Linked DNA regions of Mustela erminea: region 2 is linked to region 1. A link is a contact called in public Hi-C data. All regions are on one chromosome and are shown on one strand. Each heading gives the region's core, a stretch centred on a gene start, on an enhancer-like site or on the middle of the called end of the contact. The rest is flanking DNA. Distances are from core to core; before and after follow the strand shown.

The links. Hi-C and Micro-C count contacts between places; a contact is called where the count stands out from the background.
Region 2: a contact with region 1 is called in a Hi-C map of spleen, with 4 times the contacts expected there. The contact joins the enhancer-like site here to the promoter of ZBTB16 in region 1. A contact is called at or near these places in 2 of 3 Hi-C or Micro-C datasets (skeletal muscle and spleen).

What each region holds. Positions count from the first base shown.
Region 1 is chr9:10,583,595-10,591,053 of mMusErm1.Pri, reverse strand. It overlaps ZBTB16 (zinc finger and BTB domain-containing protein 16), which reads right to left and starts at 5,595. Exons shown (of 7, transcript XM_032360465.1): 1 at 5,267-5,595; 2 at 714-2,071. The coding sequence starts at 1,981.
Region 2 is chr9:10,677,440-10,684,335 of mMusErm1.Pri, reverse strand. It overlaps ZBTB16 (zinc finger and BTB domain-containing protein 16), which reads right to left. Exons shown (of 7, transcript XM_032360465.1): 3 at 5,955-6,052. Among named protein-coding and RNA genes, the nearest start is that of ZBTB16, 95 kb to the right of the region's middle. Within about 2 kb of position 2,130, the one cell type or tissue checked has open chromatin away from gene starts, as enhancers often do.

The sequences.
Region 1 (7,459 bases), core at 4,346-6,845:
GGAAGCCAGAGAGGAGCCAGGACTGTCCCCGAGTCACATTTAATTCAAAGTGAGCAGAGATGGGATGAGAGTAAGACAGCAGGCTGCAGAATCCCGACGCTCATACCCATCCTTCCCCCTTGAATGTAAATCAACTCCCTCCAAATGTGTTTGCGGGAGAGGAAGCCACATTCGGGGTGATAAACGTTCACCAGGAATGACGCGTGGAACCCACAACTGCTTGCATCAGCCCCTCCCGAGCTTGGAGCTGCCCAGAGCCGGCCTTGGCGGGGAGCCCTCCCTGGGGACCTGGGCACCTGTGTCCCTGAACCCCAGCAATATGGCCATGGAAAGGCCGTGGGAGACCCCCTCCCCCAATCCCACTTCCTCTTCTCCCTCCCTCCAGCATATTAGTCACTCCAGGCAAAGACGACCAGACCCAACAGCAGAAAAACCATTAAATGAGAACCCAAAAACAAAAAGTGAGAGAAGAGCTGCGCCCGAGGATTCCCCGATGCTTAGGGAAAGACCCCAGGCCCCTCTCGCCACATGTGAAGAGTAAGCCCCCCACCTAAGCCAGGACTTGGGAAAAAAAACGGGAGTTTGTTTACAAAGAGCAGGGAGGCCAGGGCAGCCAGGCCCCAGGCGCGGGGGTAGCTGGGTATCTGAAGGCGGGGTGTGCAAGGCAGAGGGCCGGGGCTGGGGTGCGGGGTGCGGGACCCGAGAGGGCCTACCTGTGCTGCTCCACGGCCTCATTGTCTGGGAGCTCCACCCCGCACACGCTGCACTGCTCCCCGACGGTCCGGCTCTCGGACTTCATGCCCACAGCCAGCTCCCCCAGCTTGTTGAACAGCTCCCTCTGGATGAAGCCCTGGGGCAGCAGCCCCCCGTAGGTGCTGAAGTCCATGGACACGGCCAGGGCGGGCTGCACGTGGAGGCCCGAGGTCACGGACGACGGCATGCTCAACACGGCGTCGGCCTTGTGGTTGGGCAACACGGAATAGAGGCCCAGGTGTTTCTCCGCTGGGGGCGCGGGGTGCTCGGGTCGGCCTGGGGGGCCCTGGCCGGCCTCAGTGGGAGGCGGCAGCTGCTCCGCGCTCTCCTCGCGCCCGTAATGCAGCTCCCGGGCGCTGGTGATGACGCTGCTCCGAGTCGGGGTCCCGGGCCCCTCTTTGCCCCTTTCCTCCACTTTGTCCCCCACGGCGCCCGCCATGCCGGACTCGGTGGCCCCAGGGCTGTCCTGGCCGGGCACCTCGTCCACCTGCATCATCTCCGTCTTCACCTCGGCCACCCCAGCGTGCCTCCCGCCTGCAGCCAGAGTCGGCTCCTCGGGCCCCGCGGGAGGCTGGAGCGTTCCCTGGAGGAGAGACTGTCCTATGGTCATCAAGCTGTCCACGGCAGCCTTGGTGGGACTCATGGCCGAATGACCGAACGAGGTGGAGACAGAAGGGCTCTGGTCCACCATGGGTCCCGGGAGGCTCTGTGCGGCCACACTGGCGTACCCGCTCTCCTCGCTGGAATGCTTCGAGATGAAGATGTTCTTGAGGTACCGAGCTTTGCGGTCCTCTTCCTCCTCGGCCGCACCATCTGCCATGGTGGCCTCCGTGTCGTTGTCATCTGAGGCCTGGATGGTCTCCAGGATCTTCAGGCACTGCTCCTCTAGGTACTCGATCTCTAAGATCTCTGCTGCGTACAGCAAGTCGTCCAGGTCCTCCGCCTTGGCTTGCAGCGTGGCCGTGTACGCATACTCCAGAATCTGCTGGAAGGTCTTTGGCGAGAGGAAGTCCAGCGTATAGTGCTGGCTGTTGCGGTGGAAGAGGATCTCAAACATCTTGCTGGTGCAGGCCAGCACGGTCCGGTGGGCATGGAACTCCTGGCTGTCCACCATGATGACCACGTCGCACAGCGTCCCCGCCAGCCGCATCTGGTTGGCCTTGCACAGGAGCCCCGTGGGGTGGCTGGGGTTCTGCAGCTGGATCATGCCCATCTTTGTCAGATCCATGGTGCTCCCCTCGGCTTAGGCATGAGGCTCTCTTTCCTTCCTGGCTCTGCGTGGCGGGGCTGGGTGCGTGTCCTGGGCCAACGGAGAGGGCTACGGGGGGATAAGGGAGGGGCAGGAAATGAGAGGAGAGGACAGAAGACAGATGAGTGTCTCTAAAAAGAAGGAGTCCGACAACACAGCGCCCCCATCGGCGCCCCCCTCCCTGTGAGACAGTCTCAGCAGTTGTGATGGGGGTGGGAGGAAGCTTCCTAGAACTCTGCACATGTGCCCTTGGGAGCCCAGGTATGAGGAGGGTAAAGAGAAGGTTCTGCTCCAGCATATACCTCATTCACTGCTCTGTGATGTCTGCTGGCTGAAGTGAAATGGGAATTACAGTGAAGCCTTGTTGAGTCCTGGGCTTTCCTAAAGCCTGAGAGCAGGGCCTCCCATACACATAACAAGGCCCATATGTGTTAGGAGGCAGTCAGCCTGCCCTTTAAGAGTTTCAGCCCCGGGGCACCTGGGTGGCTCAGTGGGTTAAAACCTCTGCCTTCGGCTCAGGTCATGATCTCAGGGTCCTGGGATCGAGCCCTGCATTGGGCTCTCTGCTTGGCGGGGAGCCTGCTTCCTCCTCTCTCTCTGCTTGCCTCTCTGCCTACCGGTGATCTCTGTCTGTCAAATAAATAAATAAAATCTTTAAAAAAAAATTTAAAAAAAAGAGTTTCAGCCCTTCCTTTCGTCCATGAGAGCCCAGGATCTCACTCTCAAGTCCCCTGTGCAGTAAGCCTCATCTTCTAAACAAAGTTTTTCTACATCCTGCCTTGCTGCAGCGGCCGGAGGAACACAGGCAAGCCCACCTGGGACACGGGGCCTATAGTCCTGGCCCACAGCAATCTACCAGTTAGGCTGTACCTTCTCTGGCCCTCCCACGGCCAGGCAGTACCTTCCAGTCTCTTCCCTTGCCCTCTTCTCAGGGCTGCAAGGGACTGACCCACCGACACCTTGACCCTACCCCCCAGGCACCATCGTGAACACACATAACCCTCACGCTAGTTTGGCTTACTTACACGCATAGGTGCCTCAGAGCTACTGCACGTGCAATCGGAAATCTGGACCGCGTGTGCGTGGGCATGTGTGTGCAACGCAGCAGCCAGAGGGGCACAGTTAGCACGTGTATACATGCTTCTAGGACATGCCACACCTAACTCCTGCCCACAAGTGCCCAGTGGGCAAGGGGATCTATCAGATGCGGGGGAAGAGGTCACAAAAGACATGGAAGAGGTCATAGGAAATATGCACCCCTCTAGCCAGCAGTGCACAGGCGAAGGACATGAACTCCAAGCATGTCCCACAGGTTCCAAAGTCCTGTGCCCACGAGCAGCAACTGGTGCTGGACATGGTTTGGAGGCACCAGAAGTGAGACCTGCACCAGCGTCTACCAGTATGAAGAGAGAGGAGGCTGGGAGACAAAGGCTTCTCCCAAAGCGCTGTTTGGGATCAGTAACAGGGCTCTGAGACTCCCTCGCCGGTTTAAAGCGTTAGGAAGACATCACCCAGACCCAGGTGCCCCCCGCCGGCCTTGCTGGGGCCAATGCCACAGTGAAATGAAGTGGAAGCCCCGCGAAGGCTGGCTCTCCCTGACTCTCCAAACAGGGCTTGCCTCCGCCCCCAGAAGGAGCCCTATTGGCTCCAGAGCCACAGATCTCACGCGGAAAGGGTTAACAGGACGGCTAGTCAAGACACTTTTGCTGCCCACACTGGGGTGGGGACTAAGGCCGTCCAGAGTGGAACTGCCACTCATCCGCGCCTTGCCACCGTGCGTGCGCTTGCCTTCAGACCCAGGGGCTTCGGAGAACGAGGAGGGGCCTTCGAGAGAATGGAAGCTGGGCCACCCGAATTCCTTCCCCAAAGCAAGCGCCCTGGGTCCTGCGGGAAATCAGAGTGCTCTCGGGCAGCCGACCCCCCACCCACGGCTCTGCGCCCGGGATCAGGTGGGCGCCGGCTGCAGCGCTCAGCCGTGCGGCGCGGGGGAACGCCGGCGCTCCGCCGCTGGAGCTCCCGGGGATCGATCTGGCTCCCACACGCCCCCAGTCCCCGCCACCCCCACGGAGACTTGAAAGCGACTTCGGCAAACTTGGGGAAGCAACTTTTCCCGGGGAGCCAGACGGCGGAGAGAAAAGGAGCGGGTTAGGGAAGAGGGAAAGCGAAAGAGACCCGGACGAAAGGCAAGAGTCCCGGCAGGCTGGACGCCTGAGCGAGAGCGCGAGGCGGCGGACCCGCCCCGCGGCGAAGGGGAAGCACAAAAGCCCGAGAGCGAGTTGTGGAAGGATCCGCGAGCAGGGAGCTGCCGGCCCTCCCTCTCCGACCCAGGGCCGTGACCCCGGCAGCGACGGGCAGGGTGCCCGGCCGGAGCACGCTGCGAGCGTCCCGGGGAGCGGACGAGTGAATCGCCGCACGGCGCGTCCGTGCGTTCCCGTGGGTCCGCGGGCCGCCGAGACGGTGCGCATTTCGAGCGCGTGCGGGAGCGTTGGAGGGGCTGTGCGAGCGAGCTGCCGGCGCGCCGGGCTGGGAAACGCGTCCCGAATGCATCAGGTGCAGAGCCGGGGCACCCACCGAGCGCGGCCCGGAGCGCACAGCGAGCTCCCGCGCCACGGCCGGTCCCGCCCAAGAGCCGAGGAGGGTCTGCGGCTCCGCCACGGCCGCCCCTCCCCCCCCCAAAAGGGTGTGGGGGGGGTCAAGTCCAATTCGGAAAAAAAAAGCCCACCACGTTTTTCAAAGAGAAAGCAAAACCCAAGTGAATCCGAGTCCTGTTCCCCTCTGCCCCCAGATCCACTCCTCGGATCCTCGGATTCTAGCTTCCCAGCCGGCCGGTGAATAAACACAAATAAAGCACAACCCTATCGCGCCCGCGCACCGGTCCGCATACATATGAGCACCCACCGGCTCGCCGCTCCTCCGCCGGCCCCTGGTGGTACAAAGCCTCCGGTTCCCCGACCCTCCGCTCGCGCCTCCAGACCCCCCAAGACCGCTCTGCCTCCCACCTCTCACCCCGACCGTGCCCTAGAGAGGAAGGGTTGGGGAGGCAGCTGCGCCCAAGCTGACAGCCGGGGCTCCCCTTCTAGCCGACCCCCAACCGGCGGTGGCGACGGCTGCCGCAGCAGGAAGGGAACGAGCCGAATAAAATAAGGCACCAGCCCGGCGGCCGAGTGGCCGAAGGGAGCGCGCCCCTCGGACCTCTCCAGCCCCGGGGCGCCCCGGCGCGCGCCTACGGCTGAGCGGTGCGCCCCTCCCCGGCCCCTCACTCACCGCTGCCGAGCCGGGCGCTGGGGGTGGGTGTGCGTGCCTCTTGGGGGTGTGTGCCTGTGTCGGGGAGGGGTGTTGCTGGGAACTGTTGCTCTCGGTATCACGGCGGCAGCGGCGGCAGCGCCCGGCAGTTCGCAGTACCCGCTCTCATCGCCCTCAACTCCTCTCTGCTGCGAGGTTAGCAAATCACCACCGGCTGCGGCGCCTCCGCCGCGTCCCACGTCAACGCCGAGCCCCCTCCCCTGCGAGGCCCCGGCGCCTCTCCATCTTTAGTGCTGGCGGCCGAGCCCGGCTCGCTGCCCACAGCTGCCCCCCTTCCCTCCCCCCTCCCGCGCCGTCCCCGGGCTCAGCCCGCCCACCCCCACCCCCCCTCCCGCACTGGCCGAGCCCGCGCGCGCTCCCCGCCCCACCCCTCCCCTCCCCGCCTCCCCTCCCCTCCCCTCCCTTCCCCGCGCGCGGCGCTCTGGGCTTCGCCTGACATCTAGCTGCTGCTGGGGCGCCGGCGGCCGCCGCTCACCGGCCCAGCGCAGAGGGAAGAAGGAGCTCGCGGAGAGCGGTGCCAGGGACTCGGAACCCTCCGTGCTGGCAGTGGAGGTGAGGGGCGAGGAGAAGCCCCCGCCTTCAACCCCAGGCTTTTTATTTCCTTTGGACACGGGTTTTCTTCTTCCCTGCTGCCCCAGGCGCGGAGTTTCGTCCGCGGCTCCGGTGTTTGACTCGATTCTGTGTGTGTCATCTCGCCTTTCACTTTTCTCTTGGCTCGGGGCTGCATCCCCTGTACCCCGACATCGGTGGCAGAAGGTCCCTTTCTGAGCCCAAGCCCAGGCCTTCCATGCCTATGGCATCCCGATTGCGAGAAGTCTCCGGGCGCGCAGTTCGCAGGCCCTGGGGAGCCTGGTGCCAGAGGGTCCGCGGGAACCAGTCGTAGAAGGGAGAGCCCTCCCCCACTTTAGCTGTGGGCATCCCCGGAGGCCGAAATCGAGGCCCGAGAGGAACTTTCATCCCTCTCAGTCCTGTGCATCCCCTGGGCTTTGCCCCACCCACCCCCACCCCCCAGCCAGGGAACCTGGTTAGACACAGTTCCTGAGAACAGCGTCCTGCTCAGGCAAAGCCTTCAAGGGGCGAGTGAAAGCTTGAAAAAGCTCCAGAGCCCCCTCGCTCTCCGGCAAGAGCCTTCTCCTCTCAGAGGGCTGCTCCACTTTAGGGAGTGGAGCTGAGGTCACTAACCTCTGGGATACAGCCACCAGAAGAAACCTACTGTTCCTCTGGCGGTGGAGAGTCCCCTCCTGCCCCCTTTTCCTGGAGCTTAGCGGTGGTAGGGGCCAGAGGTGGGAAGCTCTCTGGTAAGCACTGGCCTTGGCAGCTGGCTAATGACCTGGATGCTGGGGGTGAAGGTGGTGGTGGAGAGCGCCCTCCCTGGGTCTCCGGGCTGTCAGCCCTGGAGGTCATGCAGTCAGCATCTCCTGGCTTCAGTCAGGGAGAACTGAGCCCCCACATTCTGTCCTTAACATGCTGCTGAGTCAAAGGTTTGCGCAGGACTCACATACAATCACATTGCAATGCTTGTCGCTGGTACTGCCCCAGACCTAGAGTGAGGCCCCAAGAACTGTAGGGTCATGGAAGGTGGCAGACACCAACTAGAGGCAAAAATCCGCTTCTGGGCCACTGAAGGCCGGAGTACAAAGTGCTCAGAATCCCAAGAATGGCTAAGGGGAAACCGTCCCAAGGACAAGAAGTTCCATCCCTGGAAACATGCTCCAGTCTCCCAGCAGGGAAAGGGCTCAGCCTTGCCCGAGTCAGAGGAGAGGAGAGAGCAGAGAAGCCCACTGGGAAGTGAAGGGAGGGAGCCAGTTACCCTTAGACAGTCCTGAATACAGCGACACCTAACCAATCCCCGGAACCCCGGTCCCTAGGTATTAACAGTAAAAAGCAATCCCGGTTACGGACTGTTTTTCTAGCTAAGGTCTACACTATCTGCAAGATGAAAGGCATTTAAAGGAAGTTAAGAAACTGGTCTGCAAGGAGAGCACGAGGAGAGGGATGTAAAAACAGAAGAAAGACCCTCCTACTGCCTCACCAGGGAAAGAGAAGAAATGACCATTGAACTTGCTGAGCCTCTGCCCGGAGATGTTGCCTGCGGAAGGTTGCCGCCTTGCCATCCACATCCACCTACCAGCCCCTCCTAAGCGCAGTAGCAGG
Region 2 (6,896 bases), core at 881-3,380, 97 kb before region 1:
GAACCTGCCCCATCTTAGGCTCAGAGGTGCCAGCAGCAAGCGGCGGGTCCTGAGAGGCCCCCGTTAAACCCAAGATGCCTCTCCCGTCAGCTTGAGGACCATGCCTCACCGCCACAGGGAACTGACCAGCTGCAATGCCTCCCTGTCTTTGGGAAGAAAGACCCTGAACCCCAAAGCTAAGTGTTCTAAAAAAGAAGAAAAAGGAACAAGTACAATCCGTAGATCTTTGATGTCTCATAATTTCTTTCCCTTCCACGGGATCAGGACAGGAGAAAGCTCAAGAGAACCAATCTGGTTTCTGGCCCTAACCCCGCCAGGCCTTTTCCTGTCAGATGGGATGACCCAGGCCCCCGATGATAGGCCCTGGCCACCCTGTGCTGTTGCTAGAATCCGAAAATCCATCAGCCAAACACCATATTCCTTCCCAGTGGCTCTAAGAGGGGGAAGAGACTGGTGCTTTCTCAAGAGCCATGGCTCACAACACCCGGAGAAAGGCAGGAGGGTTGAGTACAGGGGACTGATCGCTGGCAGGACTGGACTCCCAAAGGAAGGCCACCCTTAACCGTGGCTGGAGGTATGGGCCTATCTGCCCTCCAACCATGCCCCAAGATCATCAGGCACACTGCTTCTCCAAGAGGGTCTGAGAAATCCTACGCTCCAGGTTAGTGTACATCAAAAACCCCACAGTCCTTTCTTTCCAAGAAAAAAATAAAATAAAAAACCAAGTGTCACTCTGTCATTTAATCCTTTAGTGGTTCTCCAGTGTTGCAGGTAAATGCAGAATATTTTGGTATTCAAGGCCTCCACAATCCTGCCTCATCCCGCTGTTTCCAAAGCTTGCCTTCTAGAAGGGACACCCTCCCCGTGTGAGTTCCTCCTAGAATTCTCTTCTGGTGCTTTGTGCACACAAATGTCTTTGACCATGACCTTATAACCAAGTATCTCTCCTACTGGATGGTCATAAGTTCCTTGAGGGCAGGGATGTTGTAAGCTCTCTCCAGTGCTAAATACACAGAACCTGAAGTCCACTCAGCACTTGGTAAATGTCCACTGGCTGCAAAAATGAATAAGACTCCCAGAAAAGGGGCAGGCCATGGAAACACGGGAATCTCTAAATAGCATGTGGTCAAGTCAAAAACAGGGGCAAGCCGTTCTGGGTTTGCTCGCTTCTAATCCAGCAGCACTGGCGCCAAGCTGTGGGAGATCCTACCTAATGGGAAACCTTACACCAGCAAATCCCAGAACTAACCCGAGCCACCGCCTGGGTCTGTGGTCTCTGCACAGACATCCCAGGGCAAGGAATCACCACTCAAGGGAGAACTGGGAGTGGCAAGGACACAGCAGGTCGTAGATGCTCTGGGACCAATCCCCACAAGGCACAGGGCTGCACAGGGTGGGGAGTGAGAGGTCAGAGTGATCCCAGGACGTGGAGTGGCTTGGATTCCTGCCGTGCTCACTGCCACAGTCCTACACGTCATGTCCTCGTTCTAGAAGGAGCAGCTCTGCAAAAACATCCCAGGTGGTCACTCTCCTGACCTGACCTTCCTTTCCCAAACCCACCTCCGAGAAGGCAGGGTGTTGCCTGGATCAATCTCATTAGTTAATGAGTTAGGTTATTGTTTGTTAATTTAAACATATTGTTATTATCAGGTATATCTCATAAACACTTGATTAGTTAACGCATTCAAATCGAAATAAAAACTTCAATTAAACTGAACATTCCCTACTACCATTTAGGGTCTTAAAAAAGAAAAAAAAAAAAAAAAAGAGGGAGAGAGAGAGAGAGGAGGAGAAAGAAAGAATTGTCTCCAAGAAGGGCCTCCTACAGGGCAAACTTCTAATTAAACAAATTGTCAATTTCAACACAATGAAAACTGATTTAGGAGTGTAAATTTAGTATTCTAGTCACTGAAAATAAAACCTCACATCGTCGGCCTCGTACAGGCTGACTTCTTTGGAGAGGGAGACGCAGAGGACAGGAAGACAACGTGAGAAAAGGGCCAAGCCCAGAAGGAAGAACGAGCAGGCGCATTTCATCCTTTCCTAAATAACATCTCCGCAAAGTCAGTGTGGCCTGTTCTCCAGCAGCGAGAAGCTCTCTTCTTGCCTCCTCCTTCACCCCACCCCTACCAGATTAGAAAAAAAAAAAAAAAAAATTAATCGTGTATGATGACAAAGTTGGCTCAGCACTCACTGTACACACTGTACCCACAAGGCTGGCTCCCCGCCAGGCCTGGCCCCAAGCCAGAACTACAATAACAAACACAGGCCATGCTAGCCAAGAGGGGGTTGGGGGCAGCCAGCGCGCGAGCAAGGAAGTGCGAGAGGAGTACCGTTCAGCTGGGCCGAGCAGAAGAAAACAGCAGGAATGTACCTGCCCAGGGCAGCAACAACACTGAGGGGAAGCCAGGAGCACCATGACCCGCACCCAGATCCCAGGCTCACGCCTCCAGGGCCTGCCCCTTTAAAAAAAAAAAAAAAAAGTCTCCAAGGTTCTGGGGCTAAATGGTCTGCTGTTTTAGGCTCTATAGGGCCGCTCCAACCCTTGGCAAGAGAGTCTGCAAAGCGGGTCGCCAGCACTGCACCCCCTCAGGAGCCCCTCTTGCTGGCGGCTCCTAGGAGGGAGACTTCAAAACCCAGCAGCAAGAAAATCTCCCGTCATCTAACTGAGGTCGCCTCGGAAACATCCCAGGGTTCTCTTATCGTGCAACTGGCAGAGGAGTCAGAATGTGTAGAACCCTGCTTCTGCCACTGGCCCCCGAGAGAAGGCCTGGCACACCTGGCCCAGCCCTCCAACACCGACCCCCGATCCCCCTCCCCCGGGGAGGCTGTCCGGGTGTCTCAGGGGGTGCGAACAGCTCAGGAAGAGGTCTAGCCTCTCTAAGCCCTTGTTGCTATTTCTTTTCAAGACATCCCAGCACAGGGTGAGAGGTATGCAGGACAGCAGAAAGCCGCCACAGAGAATAGAAGTATCAGAGTCTCAGAAGGCTACGAGCCATCTGCAAAAGCGAATTAAAGCATGATGATGACCCTCACACCTCCCCCGTCACCAAATCCTCTTTATCAAGGGTGTCGGCAAGTGCATTGCAGAGAGCCAAGTCACCCGGCACAATCAGATGTCATGGAGAGGAGAGCCTGGGGAGACAGGACCCAGCTCTCAGAGCTGCTGGGGGCATTGGGCTGAGACCATAGGACCATGCAGTGGCATCTCAGCCGGGACGGGAGTGCAGGTCCTCAGGTGGCCACTGGCTATAGAGGGGTGGTGCAAAGCCACTCACCTTGCCTGAACTGGGGGCTCTGGGCCCCCTGCACATGGGTAAGCAGTGTCTCCCCCTCTGCCCCTCCCACTGGCATCACCAGTGTGGCCACCAGCGTGGCCGGGACTGGCTCACTCACACTCAACCAATACTGGCCGGGGGGCGGGGGTAGAGGGGCTCCTGGCTGCCCCCCAGGGAACCTCTGGGAGACAGTCCACACCATTGGTATTGCAGGAGGGACCCAGCAGGAGACTAGAGCTCCCTGACATGCTCCCCCAACTGCTCTCATTCATCTGACCAGTTACCTAGCAACTCCAGCAATGGGCCAGGCAATGTGCCACTCATAACGGGGACAGACCCTGTCCCCACTTGCTTACAGTCTATCAGAGGAGCTAGGGAGAGGGAGATTCTATTTCCGGAGAGCTGATCGTGCATCAGGCCCAGGGCTGAGGGTCCAATGGGAGCCTTACAACGCCTCTGAGAGAGTTAAGAGCTCCCGTTTACAGATGAGGATACAGAAAAGCTTTCATTTCTCGCCCAAGACCACATGGTGAAGGAGGTAGGTTTCCCAATTTCTATCCCTGACTCCAAGCAGGGGAGATAAGGCAAGTCCATAAATAACCAGAACACAAGGAGGAACGACTGTGCTCACAGAGCTTCAGATAAAGACATACGGACACCCAGAAGAAGGCAGGACGGCTCCGGGCTGAGGGTGGAGGAGGGCATTGCATAAGGGACCTCAGACGATCTGGCAAGACTAGGAAGGGTTATTCCAAGCAGAGGGAATGGGGTGAACAAAGCCACAGAGCTGGGAAAGCAAAAGCTGTGTCCGTCTACACAGAGCGTAAAGCAACAAGTAACTAACTGAGTCTGGCTAGAGCATTGGATTCAAGGAACAAGGAAGGAGAGAGGATGCTCCCAAGGCCAAGTTCCGGAGTGGGCAAGGGAGCTTTAACCACAGGCTGAAAAGTGCATTACCCGCATGGAAGTGTCCAGCACCACACACAGACCACACAGGGTCCTGCAGCAGGGAGCACATAAACCAAGACCCGCTCTCTGCACTTGGGGGCCGGCCAAGCCGGCTGGCAGGCGGCTCTGAAACCCCACACCGAACCCCAAACGGCCTACAAAACTGAAGGCAAACAAAAAGATACAAGGTGCGTTCTATAAAAATTGAACAAAGGGAGTCCGTGAGGACCAGGCAAATGCTGGACACAGGAGGTCTGGGCTCAGGACTGCAGACCATCGTGGGGGAGGTGGGCAGGAAGAGGAAGGTGCGGGGGAACAAGGTGTGGGAGTGGGTGACCTTCCAGGGAGGAGGAGCGGAACACAAAGATGTGGGGACAGACTGCACGTGCTGAGACCGGCCGCCACCTCCTGGGGCACAGAAAAGCTTGGGAGAAGGATGGAAAGCAAGTAGGGGTTAGGGGACTTTAGAAGGCACCACAAATGCCAGCGAGAGAGCAGCCCACACCGCGCAGAGCCACCTCACGCTTTGCAGCAAGACCGTGGCGGCCTGAAGCACACAAAGCACCAAAACAGCATTTGCACAACTGTATGGGCAACGCGAGGACAGACGGCAAACCGCCAGCCAGGTAGAAGCTTCTGGAGTAAAGGGATGGTAACATGCCTCAGGGTCAGAGCTTTGGGAACGGGGGAAAAGGAAGGCGAAGCAGAGGCAGTCAGCATTTACTGACCACCACCTGTATGCCAGGGCATGTATGCAGATGCCTGTGACGCACATTCTGTCACCGGAGTCTTTAGAAAATGGATACAAGCTAGCTAGGCAAGACCTGTACCTCACCAAGGCAGAAAACAGACTTTGGGGGACAGATCCGCCTGAGGTCACATGGCATATACTACAGACGAGGTCTGAACACTGGCCTAGCCCCAAAGCCCATGCACGTTCCACAGATGCCAGAAGGTGAGGCGCGGGAGGCCACGTGGGACCAAGACAGCAGAGGTCCACATGTGACCATAAGGAGATGACCCTCACCTCTCCCCCAGAATGTGACTCCAAGGGAGAAAGGCAAGGGAATCAGAAGGAAGAGAGTGCTGGCCCCGCAGGGAAGTCTGGAGGCCTCTACAGCTTACCCCAGGAGACCCCCAGCCTCAGAGCAGCACCATGAGACCTGGTGTACAGCCTTCCCTCCACCAAGATCACGCGGGCAGCTGGATGTCAGGTGTGTCCACTCCACCTGCCTCACGGGGCAGAGCGGCTTTGCCCAAATACGGGTGAATCTCCCCGCAGCCACACAGCTGACCCCCCCAGAAATGGATAAAACTAACTCGCCAAAGACAGCATGCCGTAACTAGGTCTGTGTTCCAACTTTTCTCTATCTATTCAGTCAAAGGCTCCTGTATAATGTGACCCCAAGAGTCAGACTCAGGAGCCCGTGAGAACTCAGCACCACCACTGTCGTGCTGACCAAACCATCATCTGCTTTGGAAGGTCCACCACACCTCGGATGCCCACAAAGCCCTGGGGAACCCACGAGGACACGAGGAGGGGTTGGTGCAGATGGTCACGCCATCAGGATGAGCCCTCTGCTCCGTGAACCTGGAGGGACCATCCACAGGATGCAGTGACCCAAGGTCCCGGCCAGCAGCAGGACATCCGTGCTCTGAGTGGGGGCGAAGGCGGGCCAGACGCAGTTGCCTGTGCTCGAATGGGCCGGTCAGGGCAGCATCGCCTACCTGAATGAGCCAGTAAGTGCATTCTCAGGCGCAAACTATCCAGGAACCGCTTTCCGCAGAGCTCACACCCGTACGTCTTCACGCCACTGTGCAGCTTCCTGTAGGGAAAGGAGAAGAGAGGTTGGGGCTGCTCCGGCCGGCTGGAAGGCAAGCCCACCCGCACCTGGGGGCTCCGCAGCCACCCCTCCGGCAGGTGAGCAGGAGGGAGGGGGAAGCTGGGCACGGCTGCTGCCGACGGGCACCAACGGAGATGTCCCTGCACGCGCAGCCAGCCTCGCGCGCCCCTCTTCCTTGGACGCTGCCAAGAAAGAGTCTACTCTTGGGCCTGTCCGAGAACTAAAGAACAGGACTCTCCGTACTACGCTGTCCATGGGCACCAAGACCAAGGGAGGAAAGCCAGGTCCGGTTTCAGGCTGAGGAGGAAGCAGCACGGGAGGGTCACCGGTGACCTGGCATTGACTATCCGTGGAGGCCACCAGGCCTGGGCATCCCCTGGTCCCATCAGGCCTCATGGTGCTGCAGCCATTCACATGTCCAGCTCCCTAGCGACGCTGCCAGAATCAGGAGGCCCGCACCCGTCCCGCTTCTGTCTCTTATCCCCGGCTCCCGTGGCAGGGACTGGCACATAGTAGGTTTTGAACCACTATAGAAAGGATTTGCCGGCGTTCTGGACACCTCCAGATGTTCTGAGAGCTGCGGGGAGTCTCCAACATGCACGCCCCTCCCTGGAGGCCCAGCCTTAGTCTTCCCTCTCCTTTTGGCTAGAGGCAGAACCCCGGCAGAAAGAGAGAGCGCAAGAAAAGCGGGAACATCGTTCTACAAATGTCACGTGGGGCTTTCCGAGTACGGTCACACACCTTATGTCAGTTTACGACACTGCAATTCTGTGAATTGGGTCTGACCTATAGGATCACCCCGGGAAGAAAGCGGTCCTGTTCACTA